Linked DNA regions of Gossypium hirsutum: regions 2 and 3 are each linked to region 1. Evidence: chromatin contacts called from public Hi-C data. All regions are on one chromosome and are shown on one strand. Each heading gives the region's core, a stretch centred on a gene start, on an enhancer-like site or on the middle of the called end of the contact. The rest is flanking DNA. Distances are from core to core; before and after follow the strand shown.

Evidence for each region. Hi-C and Micro-C count contacts between places; a contact is called where the count stands out from the background.
Region 2: a Hi-C map of leaf shows a contact between it and region 1, with 2.3 times the contacts expected there. The contact joins the enhancer-like site here to the promoter of LOC107920702 in region 1. A contact is called at or near these places in 2 of 34 Hi-C or Micro-C datasets (both in leaf).
Region 3: a contact with region 1 is called in a Hi-C map of leaf, with 4 times the contacts expected there. The contact joins the promoter of LOC107919976 here to the promoter of LOC107920702 in region 1. A contact is called at or near these places in 17 of 34 Hi-C or Micro-C datasets (anther, callus, fibers and 3 more).

The regions. Positions count from the first base shown.
Region 1 is chrD13:32,224,636-32,229,562 of Gossypium_hirsutum_v2.1, forward strand. LOC107920702 reads left to right here and starts at 2,112. Exons shown (of 4, transcript XM_016850525.2): 1 at 2,112-2,411; 2 at 2,955-3,081; 3 at 3,197-3,269. The coding sequence starts at 2,384.
Region 2 is chrD13:31,793,488-31,798,414 of Gossypium_hirsutum_v2.1, forward strand. It overlaps LOC107919910 (CMP-sialic acid transporter 3), which reads right to left. Exons shown (of 16, transcript XM_016849350.2): 16 at 4,222-4,606. Among protein-coding and RNA genes, the nearest start is that of LOC107919910, 16 kb to the right of the region's middle. Within about 2 kb of position 2,189, at least 7 of the 9 cell types and tissues checked have an H3K27ac peak or open chromatin away from gene starts, as enhancers often do. A contact at or near this core is called in leaf, where this site is marked.
Region 3 is chrD13:31,847,629-31,852,555 of Gossypium_hirsutum_v2.1, forward strand. It overlaps LOC107919976 (putative acyl-activating enzyme 19), which reads right to left and starts at 2,960. Exons shown (of 17, transcript XM_016849434.2): 1 at 2,646-2,960; 2 at 1,620-2,123. The coding sequence starts at 2,955.

The sequences.
Region 1 (4,927 bases), core at 862-3,361:
GTATTCGTTACTTGTCTACGACTCTTATCTTTCCTTTCTCTCGTGATGGCCCAACGTCATTTTTAACTTCATTCGATAATTCAATTATAAAAATGATTTTAGTTCACATTCAAACACATAATCAACATATTTTGCATTTTATTCATTTTAGTCCCTATATTAAAAATACTCATAATTGTCCATATCTTACATCGGATCAAAACTCAATTTCATATTCTTTCATTAGGGACCCTATATTTTTCATCTCTAGCATAATTTCATGATCTTTAATTTTATTCAATATGGTCCCTAATATGAAAATTAACTAAATATTTAATTCTAAGCTATTTTCCCTATCTTTCAATACAATCATAGTAAAATCTAAGTTCAACAACTAGATATCTACCATTATCAAGCTCAATTTCATCAACCTCCAATAATGGTAACTTGTTGTACACTTAGAAATTACAAAATTTAAAGCATGGGTGTGATGAACTAAGCTTAGATGATTAAGATTTTTTTTTTTAAATCACAACAAATTGCTTCCTTACATGCTCAATTGAATGGCCGAAAGTTAAATGGATGAGCAATGTTTTCTTCTTTTATTTCTCAAGCCTAGACAGTTGAAAGCTTAAGGAAGAAGATGATAATGTTGTCATCTCCCACTTAAGTTAATATATATGCTTAGATTAAAGATAAATTAATCTTAATTAATCATGTTTATTTCACTAATTTATCATATTTATATTTATTAATTACAATTATATCAATTAAATGGCTACATCATCATTTCCCACTATGTCAGAAAAAAAAATTTTAAAAACCAGTTAGGTGCTTTGGATAATTGCCAACTAAGTCCTCAAGCATTTTCTAAATTATAATTTAATAGTGATTGGACTTTTACAATTTAGTCCCTAAACTTTAATTAATGATTTTTTCGGTTAAATTACTTAATCGGTCTTTAATATATTTTTATACCAGCTCTGTAAATCTTCTTATTTTATCTTTACGAACTCAGTTTAAGGAAATGGGGTTCCGAAATTGTATTTTTCGACACTAACAAAAGTTCAGTCGTTACATTTCCCTCATTTTCTCTCACTTTACCAATTTTTGAAAATTTCATCTACTTTTATTTAAATTTAAATTTTTATAATTTTTAAAATTTAAAAAAGGAATTTCAAATTTTTATTATATTATATATAATTAGGGTCAAATTGACAGAAAGTATAAAAATCAAGGACTAAAATTGTTATTATACCAACTAAAAATTATCGTTTAACCATAGGTGACAAAATATTTGAAAACGAAAGTGATCAAATTGTAACATTTTTGTAGTTAAGTGACCAAAATAAAAATTTACCCATAATTTTGTGATTAATGGTGGAATTTACCCTAAAATAAAAATAAAAAGTCATGGGTAAATTACACCACAGGTTACTCAACTATGGGTCATTTTCTTTTTGATCATCCAACTATGAATTTTTTTTAGATTGATCAACCAACTATGGATTTGTTTCTTTTTTTTTTGTCACCCAACTATAATTTTTTAAAATTGGTCACATAATTAATCGAGATTATATTTTTTAGTCCATTTCCATTAATTGCACTAATGGAAAGGTGACATGATAGTTGAAAAATCGGCATAACAATAAATTTAGCCCTTAACTTTTACATAATATATTGATTTATTCATAATTTTAAAAAATTAACCCTAAAAATTTACAATTGATCTCAATTTGATCCTAATTTCTAAAAAGATTCAAAGAAATATATAAAAATACATAAATATTTCAAATAAATAATAATAAAGTTATATTTATATTTATATTTATATTTATATTTATATTTATATTTATATTTATATTAAATAAAAATTAAGATCAAATTGAGACCATTTGTAAATTTTGAGAGTTAATTTTTTAAAATTATGATTAAATCGATATAATATATAAAAGTTAAAAGTTAAATTTGTTATTATATTGATTTCTCAACTGCCATGTCACTCTCCCGCCAGTGCAATTAACAAAAATGGATTAAAAAAATACAATCTCGATTAATTAGGTGACAAAAAAGAAACAAATTCATAATTGAGTGACAAAAGATAATAACCCATAGTTGGATGACATATGGGCGTAGTTTACCCAAAAGTCATAGATGAAATGTGAAGATTGGATCTGCGAAGTACATCACCACATGTCCACTTCCACACGTTACTATCATCCACCTTTAATGTGCTACGTCACTTCTAATTTTTGAAACGCCACCGTATCAAGTGTCCTTTCCCTCTCGTCTTTTGCTTTATTTTTCTTTCCGCCGTAAATCCACCATGGGATACACCTTCATCTTTGTTTCATCGGCACACTGAAACCTTTAGAATCTCCAAAGCTACGTCGTTTCTGAAGTCATGGGACAAATCCTAGAAAAAATCCATGGTAAGCTTTTTTCTCTCCCTTTTAAATTTCCCTTTATCTCGAAACTTTGTTATTCAAAAGTTTATGATATTTGAAACCCAGAAGTCGATTCTTTTAAATCATGGGAATTAAGGGCGCTTTTTAATATATATATATTAGTATATATTCCATAGAAAGGTATTCTCTTTTAGCCGTATCTTATTTTTGTAAAGACTATATTATATTTAAATTAAAAAGAAAAGGTCTAACTTTTTGTTTTCTATAGAAAATTTAAATTTCTAATTTTTATTGTTTTAAAAGTACAGGTCAAATTAAGCTTTAATTATCGCTTCAGAGAAATGGGCATCTGGAATTATGATGGGTAGATGTTCATGTTGAGTGATTAGTTTGAACAAGTGTTTTTTCATGGCTTCTGCTTTCATTGATATTTACCGTGCTGGGTTGGATTTGATATTCTCTGGAAACTGTATTTTATTAGTATTGGGTTTAATGAGAGGAAGTAACATTTCACTGTTTGTAGTGCTATAAGCGAGTATTTGATAGTTTAACACTTGCTTTTTGCAGGGAAGGAATGGAGAAAGAGACAGATTAGGAAAATCAGTGATAAGGTTTTTGAGCGTGTCAAAAATCAATCAGGAAGAGCTACTTTGACATTTGAAGATCTATATATCGCTGTCTTGCTGGTGTATAAGTGAGGAATTTTGCTTATACGTTCTATGTTTCATTCATTTCATAATCATGCAATGGTACATGTACTGTTAACCGCTTTCTATGTTAAATGCATCTTTAATTTATTCCTTCTGTAGTGATATTAATAAGCGTTTGCCTGGGCCGCACTTTGATCCACCCTCTAAGGACCAAATCAGATCAATGATGCAGGTAATCTACAACTCTTTCTTGAGAATATACATTATATACTTTACTGGGTTTAATTTGTCAAATTTGATCTTCGTTACTTTTCTAAAACTGAAAAGTTAGTCCAACTCGGTAAACACTATTGAATCTTGTTATAAAATCATTGACTTACAAACTAGCAGTTCATAGATTTATATGCAAGGAAGCAAAACTCACCGGTTCAACAATTTATATATAATAAATTAGTAAAAATTAATAGTTCAAGCTCAAGTTCATGTATTTATCAACAATTACACTAATTTCTCAGTTTCTATAACATAGGTGAATTTCATAATTAGACCCAGTTTGATACAGTGAATGTTATGAATATGCTTGAGCAGCTTGCATTTGATATTCTGTATAATGTGTAATTGATTGACACGGTGTATCAGAGAACATAGCTAATGATCAATGGATGTCACTGCATGTTTACATGTTTTAAGAATAAAAGTTAATTATTTGAGTGCTTTTGGTAGAAAGGAAGCTCCTCAAGTTTTAAAGGGTGCATTTGTGAAGGTTGATAGTCTGATAGGAAGGATGTCATTTTGTTAATCAATCTCGAATCAATATTTCGTTATCGAAAATAGTCTGAGGGCTGGACCCTCAACAAGTTTAGTATTTTCTTTGAATCGGATCTCGTCTCTCAGCTCGACCGAAAGCCTGGTAGGTTTACAAAGCGGGAGCGCCTTGTATTGCAAGAACAGGAAGAGGTCATTGCATGAGCGAGAAGAAGCCATGGTTGCCAAAGAGCAAGTGCATGGCGCCATGGTTGCTGAAAAGCAAGCTCATGGCAAGGCTCGAGCCCAAGACCTCCAGCATATAGAGTAGGGGTGATCATTCAATTGAATCGAGTGAAAATTTCAAGTTAATCGAGTTGATGTGTTCTATTTTATGATCGTAACTCGATTAAAATGAAATTTAAGTCGAGTTGAATCGAGTGAAATTAAAAAATTAAATATATCAAATTAAAATCTTGTTACAATATAATTAATTCTATGTTAGAGAACATAAATTTGAAACCATATATATTTGAAAAAAATTTCAAAGCAAAATAAGAAAAAAAAGTACTTTAGTGTGATAGAGTTAAATCATTAATTTAACTTATTTAGGTCTCGAAGTTATTTTTTTAGAAAAATTTTAACTTTATATATTCTTTAGAATTTTGGAATTTTTATAAATATTTTGAATTTTAAAATTATATTGATTTTTTTTTTGTAATTATTGTTGAGAAATCAATTTACTCATTTTCAAAATTGACAGGGACAAAGGGGTTATTTACACCAATTTGTTATTCGAATTGTTCAAATTGTAAGATTCAACTGGAACTTGAAACTCGAATTTTTTATTTGAGTTGACTCAAAAAAATCGAATAACTTGATTCAATTAACTTGAAATTCAAATTCTTTTAGATTTTATTGAATTGAATCGAGTTTTATTCACCTTTAATATAGAGGGACTTGAGGGAGCCATGGTACCATTTGAGCTAGCTTTTAAACAATCATAGTGTCATGTGCTCGCTCTTTGGCGATCACGACTTCTGTCTGTTTAGCCCTTCCGTGGTGCTCACGCTTTGTAAATTTGCCAGGGCTCTCAAGGGAGGCAAAATCCTGATAGGAGATAATATCGGACTTTTTTAGAGTCTG
Region 2 (4,927 bases), core at 939-3,438, 430 kb before region 1:
GACCACGGGAGAAGCAAAAGGACTGTTGTTGTCCCGAATAATCCCAGCCTGTAACATTTCTTAAATAAGTTTTTCGATCTCAGCCTTCTGAACAGTTGGATACCTATAAGGATGCACCTTAACCACCTTGGATTCGTCCACCAAAGGTATCCTATGATCGTTTAACCGAAAGGGAGGTAACTGTGTAGGCACCTGAAATATATCCTCAAAATCATTCAGAAGTTTTTGCAAGTCAAGTGACGCCTGAGCCGGAGGCTTTGTGAGAACAGTCAGATCATATGAGGTCAACAACATCGGACCAGGACCATTACCTACCAAACTCATACACTTAGAAAATTGGCCACTAGGAATAACCTGCATTGAACCACGTATGGTGCCCTTTAACCTGCAATTTCACAACCCACATTTAAATTGCATGGTGAGATTGGCAAAATCCCATACAATCGGCCCTAACGAAAGCAACCATTGAATACCTAGCACCACATCAAACCCTTTGACCGATAACACTAAAAAATCAGTAACACATTTATACCCTTGTGTCTCCCATTCAACAGCTTTACAAAGTCCATGAGTGTTTAATTTCACCCCGTTTGCCACCGACACTTTCAAACTAGGCACAGGTTCGATGACCAGCTTCAATCTTCTAGCTACCTTGAAATCAATGAAATTATGTGTGCTACCAGAGTCTACCAAAACCACCACCTCACATCGATCAATATGTGCTGCGAACTGCATGGTATTGTGTCCCTGTAATCCATGTAAGGCATGTAATTATAATATAGGAGATGAATTTCTAGATCCTAATTCTGTTGTTTCCAACTACTCAGGACAGTCTTGAAAATCCTCTTGAGTAGGGCTTCTTATGTCCGGACAACTGTCCTCCCATGGTTCCACCACCAACTAGTACATTTGAGACTTCGAGCATTTATGGCCTGGAGAATATTTAAGACCACACCAAAAGCAAAGCCCCTTCTTCCTCCTATCCTCTAATTCGGCCTGAGACAAAGACTTTGAGGGTACTCTAAAATTAGACTTCCCATTTGTTGACTCACTTGTTGAATTTAAACTACTGCTTCCCTAAAACTCCGAGTCATAAGAAGTAAGGGTCTGCCCACTGAACTACCACTAGTAAGCAGATTTTCTTTTTTGATTGGTCCATGTACAATATTCTCCACCTGCCTCGCTAAGTTGTACCCCTCTACCAGTGTCTGAGGTTTAAACAACCTAAGGTATTGGCCTATCTCTGGCTTGAGATTGCTGAGAAAAATGCTCAGGGCATAAGATTCAGGAAGATTCAACTGATTCAATAAACTTAGAAACCCATCATGATACTGGTCTACAGAACCAATTTGCTTGAGGATTACCAGTTCTGCCATGGGATCCAAAAAAGAGTCCGATCCAAAGCGCTCCTTAAGTCCCCTCGCATAAATTTCCCAAAACAGTTGATATAGTCCCCATGCCGTCGAGAAAAAAATGATGCCAATCAAGAGCCTTACCTTCTAAATGCAACATAACCAACCGCACTTTTGCGTGATCCCCAATTCCCTCCGCTTCAAAGTACTGCTCAAGCTTGGACCACCAACCTCGGAAGTTCTCCCCATCGAATGACGGACATTCCATCCTAAAAGTGGAACGATCAGCTTCCACCAGCACCCCACGTGAAGATATACTTGAATGACCCCGCTCTGCCATTGGAGATACTACTAAGTGCTCTTGAGATGAGAACCCAGGTGGTGTTCCCAAAATTCCTTTGCCTTTACTGTTCACCGTTCCGTTCACTGCCATTGGAGGTCCCTGCCCAAAATATTGTTCGAATAAAGAATGAAGTTCAGAATGAAGCTCCGTATGTACCTCTGATTTGATTCCCTCCTGTAGATCCTTCAACCGAACATCAATTTTTGCATCCAGTTGAGAGAACTCTGTTTGAATGTAAGTTCCCCTTGAATCTGTCCAAGTTCCTTTAGCATTCTCGTGGTTACGCCGTCGCCGGTCATGAGGATTGAGAGGCTCTGATACCTTTGTTGAAGAATAAATCGAGATCGGACTAGGGTTTAGAATAGAAATGAAGAATTTAGAAAGAAGAAAACAATGAGAAGAAAAGAGACTGAAAACCAGATTCAATATTGCATGCCTTTCCTCTATTCTGTTACAAATCATATATGGAATTCAATAACCGCTATTGCGATAGACAAAACGCATCCGTTTTGACAACGTAAAACTCACCGTATCACTAAGCCATTTAATGAAACGTGGCATTTACTTAAGTATTATTTTAACAGACTTAACAGAAATCTAAACTAAGATATGATCGTTAACGATCCATAACACAGCTTGACGCAAAAGAATTAGCACCATCAAGGAATGAGTCATCCAAATCCCTGCAAACAACACCACCAATAGAAGAAGGCCTTTGTTAAGAAAATTCTCCCTCATTCTTTCTTCTAAAATAAAAAATCATCGTAGGCCTTGTTAATAAAATTGAAAAAAAAAATCCCTAAAGGCTTGCAGTCAAACCAAAACAGGTTCTTTAATAGTATTTTCCAAAACAAACATGATCCTAGCCTTCCAAAGGTGCTAGAAAATTTAACAAATACGGCCTTTAAAATCCAAAGAACCAAAATCAAGATTAAAACTTACGATATCAATCCACACCATTTTTTAAATCTTGAAAAACCCTCTTGTAGCACTTGACTCTTGAAGCAACCATATTATGGCAAGCTCTACATGTAGCACCATTCAAGGCCTAAATTAGGTTCCATCCTTTATCAAACAAAATTAAAAGTTAGATCCTTTTGGTACGCTAAAAGCATAGACCAAACAAGTTGCCTATAACCCAACCTTACAAAGTAGGTTCCATCCACAAAAAAGTGCCAAACAGTTGGTTCAATAAGGAGTAGAAGCAATAGCTTTACATTTTGTTTCATTGAATGAGGACTTTTTTAGGTCCATTTTATAGGATCGACAATTTGAATCACTCAAATCTTTAACAATAAAATCCACGGCATCAAATGGAGGCGAAGAAAACACCTCAGAAGAAAGAAGGTCCATTTTGCTTGCAAAGAAAAATGTTTTGGCCATTACAAACATTTCACTGCAAAGGAAAATAAATCCCCTCGATAATCTTGACCTAAAAGAGACATAGCTTGAAGCATTACCTTAAAGTTTCACAATTACTATTTTTCTTTTTTTGGTGGTAATAGAAAAGGAAAGGAAAAGTGTCCAACTTAAACCAACCTACTTGCTCGTGGGTAGAGTTTCACACCAAACTTGTAGTAACATTACCATTTACTTTACAAAAGTTGTAGATTTAGCTCTTATACTTTAATTTGATCAATTTTAGTCCCTACATGTATCTAATTGTAAAATTTTAATCACACCAAACGATAGCTATTAAATTCATTAATTTCTACTATTTCTAAATCTAATAAGTCAAAACATATTATCCCATGTTTAATGTCATGTCAAATTATTTTCACATATAATGCATCAAGAATGAGACTTTAAATTTCAAAAAATATAAACTTAAAATGAATTAATTGAAAAATATGGATCAGATCTACAATTGAATGCATAGTACAAAACTAATAAATGAATTTAACCAAAATTTCAAATTAAAAAAATTATAAAGACTAAAATTAATCAACTTTAAAAACTAAATCTACAACTTTTGCAAATTATTGCAATATTTAACCTAATAACTTTTGTGTTTGTCTAAATCCGACCCAATTTTGAGGAGCTGTTTAGTAAATTAGAGCGAACCATGTTTTCACCTATTACTAAATATCTGGTGCTAATAGATATATGGGCAACGTTTTGCAAAGCGCCATTTAATTACGGAAGAAATATCCACCTCCAATCTCTCAAATCAATTGCTTGCTTGCAGCAGAAAATATATATGATCTCTAAACGCATCTGAAGCTTTGAAAAAGCTAAGATTGCAATTTGGAACTCTCAATTTCCACAGTCAATCTGTGAAGAACTGTTGTTTGCAATCAAATTTCGGTCAGAACATATACTCCCAAGCCAACTCGCAGTTAGACCGCGTTGGGTTAAAGTACGACGCAATTTAGACAAAATGGAATTTTGATGGATATAGAAGAAATGCAAAGGCTAAAAGTCCGAGATTATAAAATAAGAAATCACAAAAAACGAATCATTACTGATGCAAAATCAAACCCGATTAAACAAGACTAACAGTTATTTGAAGAAATAAATCAGCTCTTCTTGGTAAATGTAGAGTGCATTCGATTGGATATCAAAATATTCAAGGCATATTCAATGTTCACAAATGCAATGGTCCATGAGTTTGAAGGATTTATTAAAATAACCAAGTCCTTCACTCCATGAATAAAAAAGAAATATAAGATCTCTATAATCCAGTAAAAAAATTTTCAACTTTTCTTCTATAGCAGATGCAGATCTTCAACTTACTGGTGATGCAGCCAGCGGCCCACTTGTTTCATAGACTAATGCATTAAGAGACGAATGAAGTTAAGAATTATGAGGAACCATTTAGATGGCGTTTTTTCTGTTCAGTAGCTAAAATTTGTGTTTTCTTTTGTCCATCTGAGTCCACCTAAAAAAATGTATTACTCGAAAATTGTTCCTGAAATCGAAACCATTTACAAGAATTATATACTTTTGAAGGCAGAAATATCAAACAAAACCACTTAACTGATCAAATCCTAACAAACTTGACTGACCAATAAAACTCACCCAACCTGCTCAAACCCTAATGCAATCCACAACACAGATTTCACTCTAAAAGAGGAAAATCGAACCCGATCTAATAACCCAACCTCAACAAGATAGTGCTTTTTCAACTCTCTCAAAACTGAATCTATTATGCCTTCGACAGGGTACAAATAAATTTAATATTTTTAGATACTTTTTCGGTCTTATTGCCAATACCAAGTAGCAGTGAAGA
Region 3 (4,927 bases), core at 1,710-4,209, 380 kb before region 1:
GCTAGTTGAAATAAAAAATGAGTTACATTTTTAATCAAAATGAATAGAAATGGAAAAGTTAAAGAAATAAAAAATATTTAAAAATAAATGTGGTTTTCTTTAAATAGAAATGACTTGAAAAATGACTTTATTGCTTTTCGAAATAATAATTAATTGATGTTCGAAAATGAAAATAAATTAATTAGTCATGGTGAGTTCATTCAATGTAGAAATATTAAATATATTTTTTATAAATTCTTTTACAGTAAAATCATCATAATTTTAACGAACTAGAATCAGGTTTAGAAAATTAATTAATTAACTATAATTAATTTAACATATTTATTTCAAGAAATAAAAAAACAAGTATCGAGTTGGATTGAATTATAAAGTACTGAGTTAAAAGTCAAAAAAGTAATTGTAATTAGACTTGATACAGGAAAGGCCAAAAATCCCCTCATTTACTGCTAGAGACGACAAACATTAGTTTATTTAACTAGGGTTGCTACCCCACCTAATTATAGTTAAACTAGGAGTTTGTTTTCCTATTGGAATAGACTTCTACAATTTAACGTTTCCTATTGGAATAGACTTCTACAATTTAACGAGGGTTTCATCTCTTCTCTCTATAAATAAATAACAATAATAGAGCTAAACATACAACTTTGAGATATTGTTATCATCATTATTATTCTTTTAATTAATATAAACAAAGGCTTTTTTAAAGCCTACGTTTTCAAGAGTTCCAACTTTGTTCTAACTAATTTTAAAACCCTAACTTTCTTGTTTTTTGTTGTTTTCTCGTTTAAACCACATCAAGATTAAAGGTCACAAAGATTAACATAATTCATAAGTAAAGATATTTGGTTGGTTGACTGCGTATGGATCAAAACTTGCTCGTTGATGTTATGTTGTAGCACAAGATGAAAAGGCCCCGGAAACAATACATTTTGGCATTTTATTGCACTATGCACATGTTATCTTGCAATAATGAAGGGATTAATTAGTGAACTATACAATGATCAACCAATAACATGATAAGAAACTACAACATCTATTGTATTGACATTTATATGGGAACACAATCATGGAGCAACTTGTATTTAAATCCAAATATACAACCTCCAATTATCCTATGGTGGTTACAACCAAAATTTCTTTATTTATTTTGTTCCTTAATTCAAAAAAACACAAGCCCTCCTCATACAATCTCAAGTGGATGGTTTAAGAATTTAAGATAAAGAAAGGTAGCAAGCTAGCATTATGAACCACAAAAGATTACTCAAATCTCTCAAGACTTAGGAAGTCTCTATTAGGTTATGAGCTCTTTATAATGTTGTCTGCCAATTAGTTGCAGAAATCAAGTTTGATTTTTCCTTAAGAGACTAGTACTAGGATACGAAAGAACAGTTTTTTTTTTTTGTTAAGCTATGAAAGAACAATTATATTTTCACATGAATTCAGGTCTCTCTAGTTCAACTAGGAGCCTAGTTCCTGACCAGATTTTCTAAGAAAAAGTTATTAACAATGATAAGATGAAAGAGATAACATAGATCCATATTGTGAAACATAAACTACTTCCAGCAGTATAGTTGTACACAAACACTACGGTAGTATTCAAATCATGACAAAAAACATACCTTCTTCTGTGCCACATACACCTTTAGGCTTTCCCGTAGATCCTGAAGTGTAAATTAGATAACAAAACAATCTTTTTCTTTCATTTTCACAAGGCCATGCTAGACTTGATTGACTTTTATGCGGTTCAATACTTGCCTCCATAGAAAAGCGCATGATAGGACAACTGCAGCATTCTAAGAGCCAATCTAATTGATCAACCAGCTCACTACCACTTTTCACAAGTGAAGATCCACAAGTGACAACAAGAGCAGCATCTAAAGAATCCAAAACCGACAATATTCTATCTCTCGGCCATGCAGGATCAACAGGCAAGAAAGCCTCCCCACACTTCAAAACAGAAAGAACAGAAACTACGTATTCCACTGAAGGTGGCATAAAAAGTGCAACAATCTTTGGTACATACATATTCTCAAGGTCAGTATGTTGACAAACTCCTCGAATGAAATCCAATGAAGCTTCTGACATTTGAACAGACTGAGGATGCTTGCCATTGGAGTTATCACCTTCATTGATACAGAAAATGACCAATAAGGATTCTTAAAACACACACACACCCGCAATTCCTTCTAAAACAACAAAATACTTGTACACAACTCTTAACATTTCTAATTAATTCATGCCTTTTTTTCCTCTTGCAGTCATCATCAACATGAAATATTCAAACCCATTTCATCAAATCATATAAGAAATTAAGAATTAAGAAACAATTAAAATTCCTTTAAAAAGCATTGGTTTTTATTTCTCCTACTTTCTCTTTGATATATCAAAAGTTACCGTGAAGAAGAACCAACAAATGAAATAAAGAAATAAATATATTAAAATTCACAGAATACCAACAAACGATTGAGGAGTTTCCTCCTCTTCTTATGGACAGTATTCAAGCTGAATTATATTTGAAATCCTTTTTATTAATCAAAAAGACAAACCTTTGTAATTTATACAAATTGCACTCATTTTTCTAGTAACAAACAAACAGAATCTTAATAAACAAATTCATAACTGAAGGGGAAAAAAGAAAAAAGTACCTGAGGTTTGGGGTTTAATCAAGTAACGATCATCAGCACCATCAAGAACGGAACATATACGAAAACTGAGACATTCAACGGACGCTAAAAGGTTAGCGAAAGTGAAACACCGGTCGCCTTTATACACCGGAGGATTCCCACCGTTGATCAACTCTCTGTCAATCCGGACCTCATTAGCTGACGGGTTAGATGGTGACGCGTGGATGATGGCTATTTTGTCAGGGCTTTTGCTTGCTGCTCTGTAAAATTCATGGATTAAGCAGCAGTGCTTACGCTGCAGCGTCTCCTGCTCGCCACTCGGAAAAGCCATTTACTTTTTCCAAAGGTTTCGGATTTGAATATATAATGTCGAAATATTAATTGGACCAGGTTAACAAAAGTTGGATTGAGGAATGTAATGTGGGCTTTACCTAATTCGAGTTTTCGTTCGCATGGACCCAATATAAACCCAAAAATACCTGTGTATTTATGAAATTGCCATGAGTTGGGTCAAATTCGAACAGAAAAACTAAAAATGGTTGGATCCGGTTTAACTTTGAAATATTGTTTTGGTATTTAAAATTATTCCATAACCATATTTATGTATTTTATGATTTTCAATTAAATAAAAATTAATCTTATTGGTCAAATATCAATTTAGGTAGTTAGTAAAAATATAAATTAAATAAGGGTCAATTTAGGTAGTTAGTAAAAATATAAATTAAATAAGGGTGCATTTGTTTTACTTGTGTTTATTTTATAGTTAACAGCTTAGTCAAAGGAAAATGATTTACATGTCAACCGAAAATAAATCTCTCTCTTTTTTTTAATTGACTTACCCTTTCAAAAAAAGTAAATTAATTTTCAAAAAAGATCTCATTTATGAATAATTTTATTTTATATAAAAAATAACTTGAATCAAATCTAATATTATGATATTAATAAGAATTTTTATTTTAATTTTTAAAATATTAAAATCAAATATTGTAATCTTCAATATTATTAAACATATTGTGACAAAAAAATACTATTAAACATACATATTTAATTATTTGTACTTAATAATATAAAAACTATTAATATAATTTATCATTTTAATAATTTATTTACTATTACAATTTTATTTTAACAATAATAATTTTAATTTTTAAATAATATTCTTAGTACATTATTGAAAAATATTTATATTAATAATTTAATAATAAATATATATTACAATTTATAAACATTTAATAAGAAATGTTTTATGATATAAAATATGAATATTTTAATTATATAAATATGAGTATTTGTTTAAATTATGCTTAGCTTTAGTAATATATGTAGTTTAAATAAAGTTTTAATTAGACTTTGTTTATAATCAAGTTTATATATGATATTAATTATTATAAAATATTATATTATTATAAAATAAATTTCAATTGTCAAAAGAAAATTTTACTATAATATTTTGTAGCAAATGTATTTTTGTTGTGTTTGTTTTGCTAAAAACAACTTTAAGAAAATGATTTCAGAAAAATTGTCAAACAATGAAAAATATGTTATGTAAAATCATCCCAACATCAGAAAATATGTTTTCTTCCAAAAATAATCAATCCATTTGAGAAATCATTTTTCATAAACTATTTCCAATTAAACAAACACTACCTAAGATTATTTAATTTTTCATTTAGGGTTTAAAAAGTAATGGGTAATATATATTTTACCCTTTAAATTTAATTATGGTTTGTATAATTTTCGCCGCATGTCTCAATTAATGGGATATTTGTATTTTTTATATTAATTTAATTTAGATAAAAGTTTGGGTGGCATCACCTATTAATGCTTATGTTATTTTGTGCATGTTGAAAGTACTATAAATGTATATAATTTTTTATATGTTAATAATATATTTCATATAAATTTTGATGTGTACATTTGGGTTTTGTTGTAACATGTTATAATTATTTTCTCATGTTGTATCTAGATTTGTTCTATATTTGACAATATTTATCTAATTCAATTTTAACTTTAAATTCATTTATTTAAAGTTTATATATGTTATATTTTACGCCGTGGTACCCTATTCTATGACACTTCTAAGAAACCAAGCTACAACAATACAGGTGGTTTGATGGCTGATGCCAAAACACATGTAACACCTCAAATTCGGTCGAGAAGGAGCGACCCGAGTCCAGCGAACTACATTGATCACCAGAGTGACTCTCCGTTAACTTCCAACCTAACCTCCAACACACCACTTAATAATAGCAAAAGTTGTGCTAAAACAAAAATATAGTAGTGGAAACAGAATGTAAAACAAG